Linked DNA regions of Arabidopsis thaliana: region 2 is linked to region 1. Evidence: chromatin contacts called from public capture Hi-C data. All regions are on one chromosome and are shown on one strand. The core of a region is the stretch at or near the end of the contact, and the rest is flanking DNA. Distances in the headings are between cores, read along the strand shown.

Region 1 (7,248 bases), core at 1,642-4,141:
TTTCAGCTTCTAGTGTAGGAAATTAACACAAGATTTCGTCAAGTTCAGAGTCCTTTGATGAGGAGACTCTTTATATTGGTGAAGTCTCCTTGGAACTCGAGAGCTTTGATTGATGATTACTTTTGGTTATAGCCGCATCAGAAATAGTTTATATACTGTATACATATTTATTTATTCTTGGTTTCCGAATTCATTAATGGGCTTGGTTTCAGAGTAAGACTTGTGAAATCCCACTACTTTACTTTTAATTTGACAATCTGCGGCCATGAAAGTATTGACCATAAAATGGAATTTCACTGAGACAAGAAGGTGTGCTGCAAAACGAAACATTGCACTATCTGCTAGTGATCACTGCTAATTAGTATAATACCTGAAGCTCATTCTTCCCATATGTGGTTTCTTGGCATAAATAAGATCTTCCGTCGGAGCAACACTTGTACTGTCTGCAATTTGGAGTGATATACAATTAAGTAAGGATGTAAACAATACGAATTCGTGTACGTACACAAGATTTATCCACATTAATACTCAAAAGCTGATTTTTGGCGTAAACAGAGATTTTCAATTCAAATTTTTAATCTCCAGACGGAAAATAAGAGAAACTTATCCAGTTCCACCGTTGCCTTTGTCGAAGACAGTTTTCTCCTCGGGGAAACTCTGAGTACCCGCTTCTCCTTCTCAGCCATAACGAAGTTGCTATCTCGCGCCGGAGGTTTCTCAATTCCTCTTCGCCGGAAAAAGTGCGATTTTTGCTTCGCCGGATTTTGGAGTTCACTAATTGTCGAAACTTCGCCGAATTTTGAACTTTGACTTCACCGGATTTTAGAGTTCACTGAATGTGGAAAGTTCGACGGAAATCATAAACCCAACAATTTGAAGTGATGTCGAAAAACGAAGGAGTTGATGAATTCGAACTTATTTCTACTCAAATCTCTCTTTTGCTTTCTCTTTTTCTTCTTCTTCGATTTCTTCGTTTCAATTTTTTTTTTTTTTAAATTAAACCGCAGGAACTAAACCAAAACAAACCGCAACCCAACGGTTTGGTTGATCTCATTAGGAGTATATTTGTCATAAAACAAATGAAGTGCCAAAAATTGAGATTGAAATCTCACTTTGCTAAACACTGAAATGAAATCTTTTTTTTGCCACTTTCGTTAAAATTTCTTTTGTTGTTTCTATCGTTTATTTTATTCCAAGGTACAAAATGTATTTTACAAAAAATAGAGTTCCATAGTTGACTTCACCAAACAAAATGCACATAACCTCAAACATAACCTAGTCTTTGGTGAAGAAGTAGACGACTAGTGACTTCTCCTAAGAACAGCAAGAGCCTTAAGCGAATGCTTCATGACTACGGTAAACTCAAACTTCTCCGTCAAGTCCACTTCATGACCTTGGACCTCTTTCCACTCAAACTCCCTCACCATATTCGCCACATAGTACTCAAGATGCAGCATCGCTAGCCCAATCCCTGGACAAATCCTTCTACCCGCCCCGAACGGCATCATCTTTATCCCTCTGCTTCCGGTTATGTCCACCGCTTCTTCTTCTCCCATAAACCTCTCTGGCTTAAACGCCATTGGTTCCTCCCACACCATTGGATCCCTCCCAATCTCTGCCACCATGAAATTAATTGTTCCCTTCTTCGGGACTTTGTATCCTCCCAACACAGTGTCCTCAGTTACACTGTGCGGGAGTACAAAATGTCCCGGAGGATGTCTCCGGAGACCCTCCATCACCACTGCCTTTAGATACGGCATCTTTTGCGCGTCTTCTTCCTCTACTTCCTTTGCTTCTTCCCCAACTACGCTTTTGATCTCCTCGTATAACCTCTTCTGAATCTCCGGGTTTTTCACCAAGTTCGCCATGATCCATTGCAACGCGGTGGCCGTTGTATCAGTCCCACCGTTGAGAAACTCCGAACACAAACTAACAATCTCATCTTCGTTCAGCTTCCTCTTCTCATCTGGAAGCTCCAGCTCAAGCAGAGTATCAACGTATGATTGTACATACACTTTGTTGTCTTCTTCTTCCTCTGATGATCTATTCTTTCTCTCTTCAACAATCTTTCTCCGAGCACGAATCAACGGAAGCAAAACGTCATGCTGCTCTCTCCGCATCTGGAAAAACTCTTCCCATCTCTTTCGCAAAATCAATTTAGTAAACTTAGGCCAGAGATTGAGAATATTGAATCTGGAAAAGCCAAGAAGCTGTCGTCTCTGAACATATTCCACCTGTTTGATTTGTTTCTCGTCAAGCTTATCTCCAAAACACATGAGAACAAGAAGCGCAAACATTGCATAGTGAAGATGATCAACAACAACAATCGGTTCTTCACCTCTGCTTTTACCAAATCGATCAAAAAGAATCTCAAGAACCCAACGCCGCGCGTGAGAGTAAGATCTCACGCGCGAGGGGTGAAGAATCTCAGAAGTGAGATTCCGGCGAAGAAGACGCCACGTGGCTCCATATAAACTAGAGCTGATGTTATGTTGGTTACTCGAAATAATCTTACTGATCGGAGCAGCCGGTGGACGATCAGCGAAAACGGCACCGTTCAAAACGAGAGCCTGGTGAGCAAGAGAACGATCGGCGACGAAGATAGCGGGGCGGGAAGTGATGCGAAGGGTGATGATGGGACCGAGACGGTGGTGGACGGAGCGGAGATAGTTGTTGAGTCCACCTAAGCCTTGCCGGAGCCATTGGAGGGTTCCAAGGAAAGGGAAGAAGTTAGGGTCAGGTGGTAACGGAAGAGAGGAGGAGTCACGGCGGCGAAAGAGGAGTAAATTGAGAAGGAGAGAGAGGAAGAGAGAGCCCAAGATAAGTAACCATATCTCCATTTTCAGTTTGTTCTCTACTTCTCTTTGCTGTTTTTTCTTTGCTTCTTCTTCCTTTGTATTCGTGTTTATATAATACACGTGTGTGTGGCTAAATTCGTGTAACAAAACTTTTTTAGTTAACCTACGTGTAAACAATTTATCATCAGAGAGTGTGTTATTCAACTATAACTTAATTTTATAATAAGGCAGTATTTATTATTATTATTACTATCTTAAGTAGGATTGATTTTTTAGGATCCAATTCAAAATCTATTCTGATTTGTTTCCAAATATTTTGATACACAATACAATTTTGGAATTTATATACAGTAATAATTTATTTATTTTAAATAACATGTGATATATAGGAAAGATATATGAAATTTTACTTTTATATATTATTTTCACATTAAGTGATGGCAGATTTATAATTTTGTTAAAAAAATATGTCACATTGTAACAAATTTGTTGTCACAAAATTAATTACTAGAATGAGGTCTAACGATAACCAATTTTTTTAATGTTATGATAGACTTGTTTTATGTTATAACAGATTCTTGTAATTTTACACAATATCTATCGTTTGATGGCATATTTGTTTTCTAAAATATAATGTTTTGTGTTATGACAGAGTTATTTTATGTTGTGACAGATAAATTTATATTACCATAAATCTGTGGTTTGATGCCAGGTTTAATAAAAAATAAAATAAATTACTGGAATGACCTTAAATTTTTTTTATGTTACGACAGATTTGTAATTTGAAATCCTTATGGTGACTGATTTATAATTTTCTTTTTTCATAATTTTTTTAATAGAATAATACTAACTACTGTAACAGTTTTTTTATTTGGAAAATCATATTATGACAGATTTGAATTTTTTTTGTCAATTGTTTTTAGAAATTCTTTTAAATACCACTAAAATGAGTTTTTCCAAAAAATACTATAATTAATTTTATTTTTCAAAAATATCACAAATCTAAAACTAAATTTAATATTCAAAACTAATTTTTATATCATAAAGACTAAACCTTACACCTAAAAACTATACCGTAAATATATAAAAAAAATCTATAACTTCAAAAATCAATTATGGTTTTTTTTGCATATTTTTTTGCTATAATAATATTTATAGTGGTGACAGTTTTTTTTCTTTGTAATGACAGACTTATTAGAGCAGTTACCATATTTACGATTAAAACATTAAATGTCGACATATAGAGTCAACTGGTATTTTTACACAAAATTTGTGTTAGTATAGTTTTTTTGTTTTTTTAACACTTATGACATTATATTGATGAGATGTACTCAAAGTGTAATGAGTCCGAAATACAACGGGGTACAAAATAGAAGAAAGTATATCCTTGATCATTTTGGTTGTGATACTTAGACAATGTATCTGCCGATCTGTTCACTTGTCTTGGTATCCACCTAAATTGAACTTCAGAGAATCTCCGTTTCCATGTTTGAATTTCGTGCAGCCAGTTTGTAATATCGAATCTTTTTGTCTTCCCTTGTAACACGTCCACCAGAATTTTGCAGTCGCCTTCAAATATAACCTTAGTGTGTCCTTTTGCCCATAAATGTTGCATTGCTGAAACCAGTGAATTGCATTCAACTTCTAGTGCGGATGTAGCTTGTGTACCTTGAATCTTCCCTGCTCCTTTGTAGTGACCGAACTCATTGCGAATGATCCAGGCCGCTGATGTTCTTTGAAGGTGTTGTATGTAGCTTCCATCATAGTTACATTTTATCCAGCCTGCTTCAGGCCGTCTCCAGTGAAGAATACGTCGACTTCCATTCGCAGTAGGAGAGTGAAATTCCTAAGACGACGTGTATCTCCAAGAGTACTCCATTCTTCGGCATCGTGATGTGCGCTTGATAGATCTTTCTCCCACGTGTTTGCTTCTCTCCCGAATATTAGTTTGTTTCTGTTCTTCCAGATTTGCCATAAAATCCAGAAGGGAAGTTGTGCCTGTAACTGATTGTTCGAGCTTTGCTTGTGCCATTCGAAGATTATAGACATCTTTGTTTCTAAGCTTACTCGTGAGTCTGTAAGGTCTTGAATCGGAATGGTTGATGCTCTCCAGATTTGCATTGCGTGAGGACAAGTGAAAAATAGGTGATCTGTAGTTTCTGTCTCTGTGACGCAACGTTTGCAGTACTTATCCGGATTGATGTGTCTTCGCTCGAGTTCTTCTCCTGTAGCAAGTGCCTTTGAGAGCATTCTCCAGAGGAAATGTTTAATCTTCGGTGTCGTTGTCGTTTTCCAGATACTTCTTTTCAGGTGTGGATCTCCTGTTGGGGGTAGTGCTCGTGGTTCGTCACTGTGGAGGTGTGTTGCAAGCCAATAACCCGATTTAACTGTGTAAAGCCTCGTATCTGTGTAATGCCATCCCAAATAATCCTTTGATTGTGACTGGCTAATCTTTAAAGCCAAGGTGTGCGGAATATCCTCTGGTGCTACTCGTTCCTGTAGTAATCGTTCATTCCATCCAGTTTTGTGTGGGAGGAAAAAGTCCTGAAGCGTTTGAAACTGTGGTTGAGTGTGATCAAGTTGGCGCGGAGGTCGGGGAGGGTGTAGTGGCAGCCATGGATCCACCCAAGGCTGAATCGAAGTTCCATCTCCTACTATGTAGCGCATTCCTTTTTTTAATAGATCTCTGCCCTTCAGTAGGGATTGCCATCCGAAGGAGCTTTGTGAGCCAATTGAAGCGACTAAAACATTTGAATTAGGAAAGTACCTCCCCCGCAACACACGTGCCATTAAGCATTCAGGATTATGAAGGATTCTCCAAGCTTGTTTAGCGAGTAGTGCATCATTGAATTTGCCAATATCCCGAAATCCGAGTCCTCTTTCTTCTTTTGAAAATTTCATTCGCTCCCAAGCCACCCAATGCATTGCGTTTCCTTCCGGTTGAGTACACCACCAATACTGTGAAATGATGCGTTCAATCTCCTCACATATGTGTTTGGGAAGCTTGTAACAGTTCATCGAATATACCGGCATAGCAAGGGCTATAGCTTTTAGCAAGACTTCTTTACCTCCATGAGAAAGGAATTTATTCCTCCATCCCTTTGTTTTCTCTCTGACCTTTTCAACTATGTACTGGAACAACTCAATCTTCTTTCTTCCAAATTGCTCAGGCAATCCCAGATACTTGTTACATCCCCCGTCATTATGAATGTCAAGAGTTCTGCGTATAGCCGTCTTCGTCGTATCTTGTACCCTTTTTCCAAAATGAAGAGCTGATTTACTGGTATTGACCTTTTGTCCCGAAGCTCTTTCATACTGTGTTAGAATATCCTTGATAGCAAGACACGATTTCATGTTGGCTTGACAGAAAAACAGGGAGTCATCTGCGAATAGTAGATGACTTACTTGAGGACTTTTATTACTTATCTTGATTCCTTTGATGAGACCTTGAGTTTCTGCCTTTTTCATCATATGACTTAGTACCTCAGCACATAATATAAAGAGGTAAGGGGAGAGGGGATCGCCTTGGCGTATGCCTCGTTCCGGCTGAATGAATCCATAAGGAGCACCATTGATATTAACCGAAAAGGTTGGAGTTCTGACACAAGTCATAATCCATTCAATCCAACGAACGTCAAATCCGAATTTGAACATTGCGGCTTGTAGGAAATCCCATTCGAGACGATCATATGCCTTTGTGATGTCTGTCTTGATGGCCATATACGAATTTGAGCATCTTTTCTTCACTTTAAGAGCGTGGATAACCTCATGAGCAATAATGACATTGTCCGTGATTACACGCCCTGGAATAAAAGCTGCCTGTTCCTCAGAGATAATACTTGAAAGGTGCTTCTTCAGACGGGCCACCAGAATCTTAGAAATAATTGTGTAGCTCACGTTGCATAAGGCAATCGGTCTGTAGTCACTCAGAAGACGAGAACTTGCTGGTTTCGGTATAAGGCACAAGTTTGTGTGGTTCATGGATTTATCAAAAATGCCATTCTCAAAAAAGTCATGTACCTCAGCCATGATAGATTGTTTGATGTCATCCCAGTAATGGTGATAAAATGCACCAGTGAATCCATCAGACCCCGGGGCTTTAGTTCCGCCTATAGAAAAGACTGCTTCTTTAACCTCCTCTTCGGTAATCTTCTTTGTTAGGTCTGCATTCATATCTGCGGTTACTCGTTGTTGGAAGCCATTTAGAACATAGTAGTGATTGTTATTTGTCGTTAAGTCACTCCGAAAGAGCTTGGTGAAGAATTGTTGCGCCACTTCCCCAATATTAGAACTGCCTCTGTGTTCCACATTCGCATCGTCCAAGATAGAGTACATTCTATTTCGTGCAGATCGTGTTTTTGCAGAGGCAAAAAAATACTTTGTGTTACGGTCTCCACCTGACAGCCATGTTTTCCGGCTCTTAAGTCTCTAGAATTCTTCTTCAGCAGCA
Region 2 (7,248 bases), core at 2,105-4,604, 180 kb after region 1:
GATATATAATTCCAAGAACTATATTTAGTTAATATTTAAAATTAGGATAAACTGAAAAATTATTTAAATTATATTAAATGCATTCCTTCGTTACAGAACTATCCAATTCTTCCAAAAAAAAAAGGCCAAAAAAATCTTGCAATTTATTTCATTATATTGTCTAAGGCCAAAATCCCGGAAAGGATCCCCTTGTAGTCAACTATGAAATGAAACCAATATCATAAATCATCATATAATCTAGAGATAGCTATGTCTAATATGTAATAAGCGTATGAAACGTCCAAACGAAAATGATAAGATTCATCATTTATCGAAATCATATAAGTAACAAATAATATTGATACAATCACACTCTAATAATCTATGAGAAATACTATATTCTCATCGCAATGTTTGGCAGTATATAAAAATAGTTCCGTGGGGTTCACGGTTCATTATTACACAAACCCTAATATGTTTCTATCTCAACTTACTCAAAGAGATATCTTCTCTTTCAATCATCAGTAGAAGACTTTAAATCTGGTTTGTTGGGCAATCTCCGGCCATTCATAAAGCTACTGAACATGTGCAGAGCTCGTGAGGGCTCCGCATACGGCACCATATGAGCCGCTCCTCTCACCGTTGCAAAGGTCAGTAGATTCCCATACTCTGTGACCCAGCCACCAACCTTAGTTACAATCCCAACATCCACAAGTTAGCAATCACAATTAACTTAGTTAGAATTGTTTTGATGGTGTAGGGAAACTACCTGTTCTTTGTGGAACCAAGCTCCATAGGGAATAGTGGTCTTGAAGTTGAGATCCTCAGCAAGTTCTCGTACGAGTGTTCTTGAACTTTGAAGTGGAATTACAGAATCTTGATCTCCACTACAATTTTAACAAGCTGAGAGTTAAGCTGCATAGTACAAGAAAAGAAGATCTTTAATAGAAATCTTACCTGAAGATCCAAACAGGAGTTTGGTTCTGAATAATTCTCTTAAGACTCGGAAGCATGTCAATGTACCCGTCTATGCCACTGTAGTTTAACCGGCTGTGACATAGTGAAAAGTGAAAAGCCAATATCAATCAGTCAGCTTCATTTTTTGGTGATCAACAAAATGAAAAGTGGGTCAAACAACTTACTTGCTGCACATAGTCCATTCATAAGGTAGGCGAGTGCGGTTAGCGTGAAGCGCATTCTGTACCTTGGGGAGATTGAAATAGAAACTTCTTTCATATGTTATACAAACATCAACTACCATGCTAATCTTGGTAACCTAAAACCATTTTCACAAATTTACACAAATGTTTTTCTGTTGGAAAGAAAAAGGTGGATAAGTGCTAACCATTTTCTTGAGCCTTAGCTCTTGCTGAACAATAGAAGGGTAACATACATCGAGGAGAATGTGATAGCTGTTGATATACTCAGTGAGGACGCTGGATTCAACGATTGCATATATACAAGCATTGCTCATGTTCTTTGGATTGGCAAAGTCACATTGGTTCATGATTGTGAGTCTTACTTCATCAGAGATCATCCCATGTGACCAGAAGTACTCGTATGCAGCTGCAAAGTCCCTGTCAAGCTTCAGAAGTGGATTCCCAATCTGATCAGAAACACACAAAAAATATTATGGCCCAAAAGTTTTAAAGCAAAAGCTTCCTTTTCACCCAAGTCTCTCTTAGAGAATTAGGTTAATTGTTGGAGCTTAGTTTTTTTATTAATCAATTGAGAACCCTTATATAGGTATTCATCATACAACTTAGACATAACGCTAATGCATAAAATAAAACACTTTAACGTTTAAAGGAAATTATGAAAACCCAAATCATAATCTACCTAACCATAGTCTCGTATCAAAAAAAAAAACACAAAAAAAAATCAGAAGAGAGCCAAAAGAGTTGATGAAACTTTAAGAAGAAGGTTCTTTTGCTTACTGCAATGCCTTTGACGTTAAATTTGAACCCACTTGAGCGTGAATTGTAGCTGAGTATCACATCAGCCAGTTGAGGTATGTAATGCCCTGCGAGAGAATCAAATCAAACATTGGTTAGATAAAAGTAAAACTGACAAGTAACATCATCAAACACATAACCACCAACATTGTTACTCACATAGCCATTTCATAAACTAAGAATCAGAATAATAAAAGACACACCTGCGTAGCTTTCGCCAGTGAGAAAGAGGTCGCGAGACTTCAACTCTGGGAACTTGTTGAACCATCTCAACAAGAACACAAGCATATCATTGACTGTTCAAATACAAAAAACATGTCAAGATACAACAGTGTTCTAATATAATCTGAAAAAATGGGATATATACTTTACCAGTAGACTTGTCCCCAGTGTTGTAATCCGAACTTCTGTTAGAGTATGACCATCCTACTCCGGCTGGTGACTCCACAAATAACAAGTTCGAAGCTACACATACGCAATAAGAGACAACAGCATCACAAACGTAGAATCACATAGTTCTCTGCTTTTTGCATAAAATTGTCAAAAACAAACCTTTGTTCCAAGACATGGAGTTCAAGCGAAGGCCACGGCCATCGCCCGTAGGATAAAATGGACCTAACTCAGTGAAAGCTCCTCCACCAACTGAAGAACAACCTGGACCTGCATTACAAACCTCAAATATAAACTTTTAACTCAAACATTTATAACTAAGGAAGTAGCTTAAAGGCTATGCAGAAACAGAGACCTCCATTGAGCCAAAGGGTTAAGGGCTTAGTGTCAGGTTCTTTTACAGCCTCCACGTAGTAGTAAAAAAGACTACGACCATTTTCCGAGTCCACATCGACATATCCAGCAAATTGTCTGAACCCGACGTTTGGTTGACCAGGTAGCCTGGCCACCAAGTCTTCTTCCGGATAACCTTCAGCAAAAACCAACCACTGCACTGTGACCAATACCATAATGGCCATCACAACGGCCCGAGACGATACCATGTTCTGAAACATGTCAAAATACAAAAGCAACAACAAGTTATAAGTTAACGTCAATCTCACTGAATCTTTAATACTTCACTGAAATTATACCAATAAACAGAACAATTTCAAAGACTCAAAAAAAACATTCAGAATCCAAATTATTCAGTGTGAGGTATAGAGTTTATAAAACTCACTATCTCTTTTCGATTAGCACTCGTTTGTAAAGAACTTTGAAGAGGACTTGAAAACAGAACAAGAAACAGAGAATTGCAGAGAACGTAAATGAGCAAGAACCCACTATAAGTCTAGAATCAGGTTCTATCATAGGCTTGTACAACAAGAAGACACGAATCTAGTGATCTTTGTTCCCAAGTTTTCCTCAAGTGTTCTAACACTAGAACTAGATCTAAAACGACACAGTTCCGTTTTAGGCAAGAAGCACGTGAGGAGCAAACTCTCAGAAGCCCTTCCTTGTAAAACGGTAGTCCAATTTATATTGTGATTAGTAACAGTATCATTAAATATTTTTCTTTCTCAGGCTTATATTTTCTGATCTCTTAGTAATCTATTTGAGTACAACTTGAATACAACTGCATACGATTCTGAATTTTTGTATGTTGAAATCAGTTACTTTTTCTCGATTTTGTGTAGAATTCAATTGAAAATTTGAAAATTATTTTTAAGAACTCCTGTCGATTTTTTAAATTTTGTGTCGACGTTGTCTAATTGATTCAAAAGAAACTGATATATATCTCAGAATTAAATTGAGCGTGTTTAACTATGCACAACTACATATAACTAGTTTGGTTTTGTAAATCCAAAATTCCTGAAACTTAAAAGTACAAGTGCATATCTACATAACTTTTTTGAAGTACAAAATTGCTAATCTAATCGGGTCGTTTTTTATATTTTGATCCGGAAATCTTCAATTGGATCTTCCGTAATTGGTTTTTCTTACTAAAAAATTTCAAACGAAATTAAATGATTAATTTTGTAAATATATCAACCTTATATAGATATGACAAACTAATATTTGCTAATCAAATGGTTTTGTTATTTAACCATTTGTTTTCTAAATAAATTATGACAGTATAAATTACTAAACCCAATAAAGACATTAGTTCTATTTTTTTTTATAAAAACATATCTTTTCTCAACTAATTACTACATCTAAAATCATTATTTATGGAATATTCCTTTACGTAAAAAAAAATCTTATATTTTATTCCATAGTTCTGCTATTTTTTTGAGATTGTGATACTTGGTCATTCATAAATCTGACCATGAATGTTAGAATGTAGACAATATTCAATTACTAATACAAAAAATCAAAATATGAAAAATCAAATATTGTATTTTCAAATATTTGGAAAACTATTTGGAGTTTTTTGGCCAAAAATCGAAACTTCTTGAGCACTTTTCATTCATCTATATAAAGAAGCTCATTTCGACCATTGATACATAATGACCTATACGACTATTAAAACAAAAATGATGCATATTCAAATGGCTTTTTAGATATATATAATAACTCCATTACCAACATACCTAAACGGTATAAATTTATTTTTTGTAGAAAAAAAGAATACAGATCTTGCAAAATTAAATTCCCAATCAAAAGAAAATAAAGAGAATGATGTAAAGGTGTGATTCAAACTTTTGGTTTAGCCTGATGTCGACTTGGTTTAATCAGTTAGTTGTTGGATCACGGTTCAATGCCAGTTTGGTATTGGTTTAAGGAGAAAGGAGAAATCGGTTTGAGTTCAGTAGAAGATTGAAGAGACTCTCTTGGTATTAGAGGGTTTGACTTGGACTCTGTTATAAATAGTCTTCTTCTTCCTTTGTTTGTTGCAACAGAAAATTCTTATCTCAATTCTTTTCCTTTGTAACACGATCTTGAGCTCTGGGTTTTGAGCTTGAGTAAATATTGATTCATAGTGGATTGCTGGATTGAATCCGGCCCCAGATGTAGGATCATCACACCGGTGATCTGAACTGGGTAAACAATTGTGTGTTCGTTTCGTTCTTTGTTTGATTATGTTCTTGATCGATCTATTGAGTGTTCCGCGAATTGAAGCTTGATCGAGTTGTGTTGTGATTGAATCGAGTTGTGTTGAATCGATCTTTGAGTCATCGGATTGTAACAGATTGGTATCAGAGCCTAAGGTTCTTTAATGGCGATGACGAGCAAAGCGAACTTGAATTCAGGTTTAAAGGCTTCGTTTCAAGTCTTTAACGAGAACTCAGACTTCTCGCTATGGAAGACAAGGATGAAAGCACATCTCGGCTTGGCTGGGCTTAAAGGAGTGATCGATGATTTCACATTGACGAAAGTTGTTCCGCTTACGAAAAGTGAAGGAAAGAAGGTTGAGGAAGGTGATGATGATGGATCATAGTCATCACAGACTAAGGAAGTACCTGATCTTGTAAAGATGGAGAAATCAGAACAAGCAATGAATGTGATTATCGCTCACGTTGGTGATGTTGTTCTGAGGAAAATTGACCACTGCAAGTCTGCTGCAGAGATGTGGGAAACCTTGAATAAGCTGTATATGGAAACATCGTTACCAAATCGAATATATGTGCAGCTTAAGTTTTACTCATTCAAGATGAATGACACAATGTCAATTAATGAGAATGTGAATGAATTCTTGAAGATAGTTGTCGAGCTAAGCAGTCTTGAGATTGTGGTAGGTGAAGAAGTTCGTGCAATATTGTTCTTGAATGGATTGTCATCAAGATACTCTCAGTTAAAGCATACCCTGAAGTATGGGAACAAAGCTTTGTCTCTGCAGGATGTAATCTCCTCTGCTAAGTCGTTGGAGAGAGAGCTAAATGAATCTCTAGATCTTGAAAGAAGCTCCTCAACGGTCTTGTATACTACTGAAAGAGGTAGACCACTAGTGAGAAACAATCAGAACAATCAAAACAATCAGAAGGGTGGTCAAGGCAGAGGAAGAAGCAGATCAAACTCTAAAACAAGAGTAACCTACTGGTTTTGCAAGAAAGAAGGTCACGTTAAGAAAGACTGTTTTGCTAGAAAGAAGAAAATGGAAACAGAAGGTCCTGGTGAAGCTGGTGTCATCATAGAGAAACTTTTTTTCTCTGAAGCACTAAGTGTGAATGATCAGTTGGTTAAAGATCTATGGGTTTTGGACTCAGGATGTACTTCACACATGACGTCAAGAAGAGACTGGTTCTGTGATTTTCAGGAAAATGGATCTACAACCATACTACTCGGAGATGATCACTTAGTTGAATCGCAAGGCCAAGGTTCCATCAGAGTTAACACACATGGAGGATCTATAAAGATTCTAAACAATGTCAAGTATGTGCCAAACCTGAGAAGGAATCTCATCTCCATAGGGACACTTGACAAGTTAGGGTATCAACATGAAGGTGGAGCAGGAAAAGTGAGATACTTTAAGAATCAGGTTACTGCTTTGTGTGGAAGCTTAGTCAACGGTCTGTATATTCTTGATGGTGAGACGGTGATGACTGAAAATTGTGCAGCTGTGGAATCACAGAGTAAAACATCATTGTGGCATAGCAGGTTAGGCCACATGAGTTTAAATAACCTGAAATTTCTTGCTGGTAAGGGTCTATTGAACGGTAAAGAAATCAAGGATTTGGATTTCTGCGAACATTGTGTAATGGGAAAGTCCAAGAGACTGAGTTTCAATGTGGGAAAACATGATGCTGTGGAAGCACTAAGCTATGTTCATGCAGACCTCTGGGGATCATCAAATGTATCACCCTCCTTATCAGGTAAACAATACTTTCTCTCTATCATAGATGATAAGACTAGAAAAGTATGGTTATATTTCCTTAGGACTAAGGATGAAACTTTTGATAAGTTTTGTGAATGGAAAGAACTTGTAGAGAATCAGGTGGATAGAAAGATTAAGTGTTTGAGAACATATAATGGGTTGGAATTTTGCAATACTAAGTTTGACAGGTACTGCAAGACTCATGGTATTGGAAGACACAGGACGTGTGTGTACACACCACAGCAAAATGGTGTTGCAGAGAGAATGAACAGGACGATCATGAAGAAAGTGAGATGTTTACTGAATGAGTCAGGTCTGGATGAGAGTTTCTGGGCTGAAGCAGCTGCAACTGCTGCATACATCATTAACAGATCTCCAGCCTCAGCCATTGATCATAATGTTCCTGAAGAACTATGGCTAAACAGAAAGCCGGGATACAAACACTTGAAGAGATTTGGATCAATCGCATATGTTCATCATGATCAAGGAAAGCTGAAGCCAAGAGCATTTAAAGGAGTGTTCTTAGGTTACCCTGCTCGCACAAAAGGTTACAAGATATGGCTGCTTGAT

The links. Capture Hi-C pulls out chosen DNA fragments and counts their contacts.
Region 2: a contact with region 1 is called in a capture Hi-C map of seedling, with 2.5 times the contacts expected there. The contact joins the promoter of SCPL43 here to the promoter of AT2G12190 in region 1.

Annotation. Positions count from the first base shown.
Region 1 is chr2:4,890,506-4,897,753 of TAIR10.1, forward strand. AT2G12190 (Cytochrome P450 superfamily protein) reads right to left here and starts at 2,892. Exons shown (of 1, transcript NM_126878.2): 1 at 1,137-2,892. The coding sequence starts at 2,840. The coding sequence ends at 1,302. AT2G12170 reads right to left here and starts at 919. Exons shown (of 4, transcript NM_001335378.1): 1 at 604-919; 2 at 371-443; 3 at 1-9. The coding sequence starts at 686. It also overlaps the pseudogene AT2G12195.
Region 2 is chr2:5,069,302-5,076,549 of TAIR10.1, forward strand. SCPL43 (serine carboxypeptidase-like 43) reads right to left here and starts at 3,355. Exons shown (of 11, transcript NM_001335381.1): 1 at 3,103-3,355; 2 at 2,680-2,929; 3 at 2,487-2,594; 4 at 2,307-2,399; 5 at 2,138-2,230; 6 at 1,917-2,002; 7 at 1,325-1,585; 8 at 1,122-1,183; 9 at 937-1,029; 10 at 749-866; 11 at 243-667. The coding sequence starts at 2,926. The coding sequence ends at 494. It also overlaps the pseudogene AT2G12490.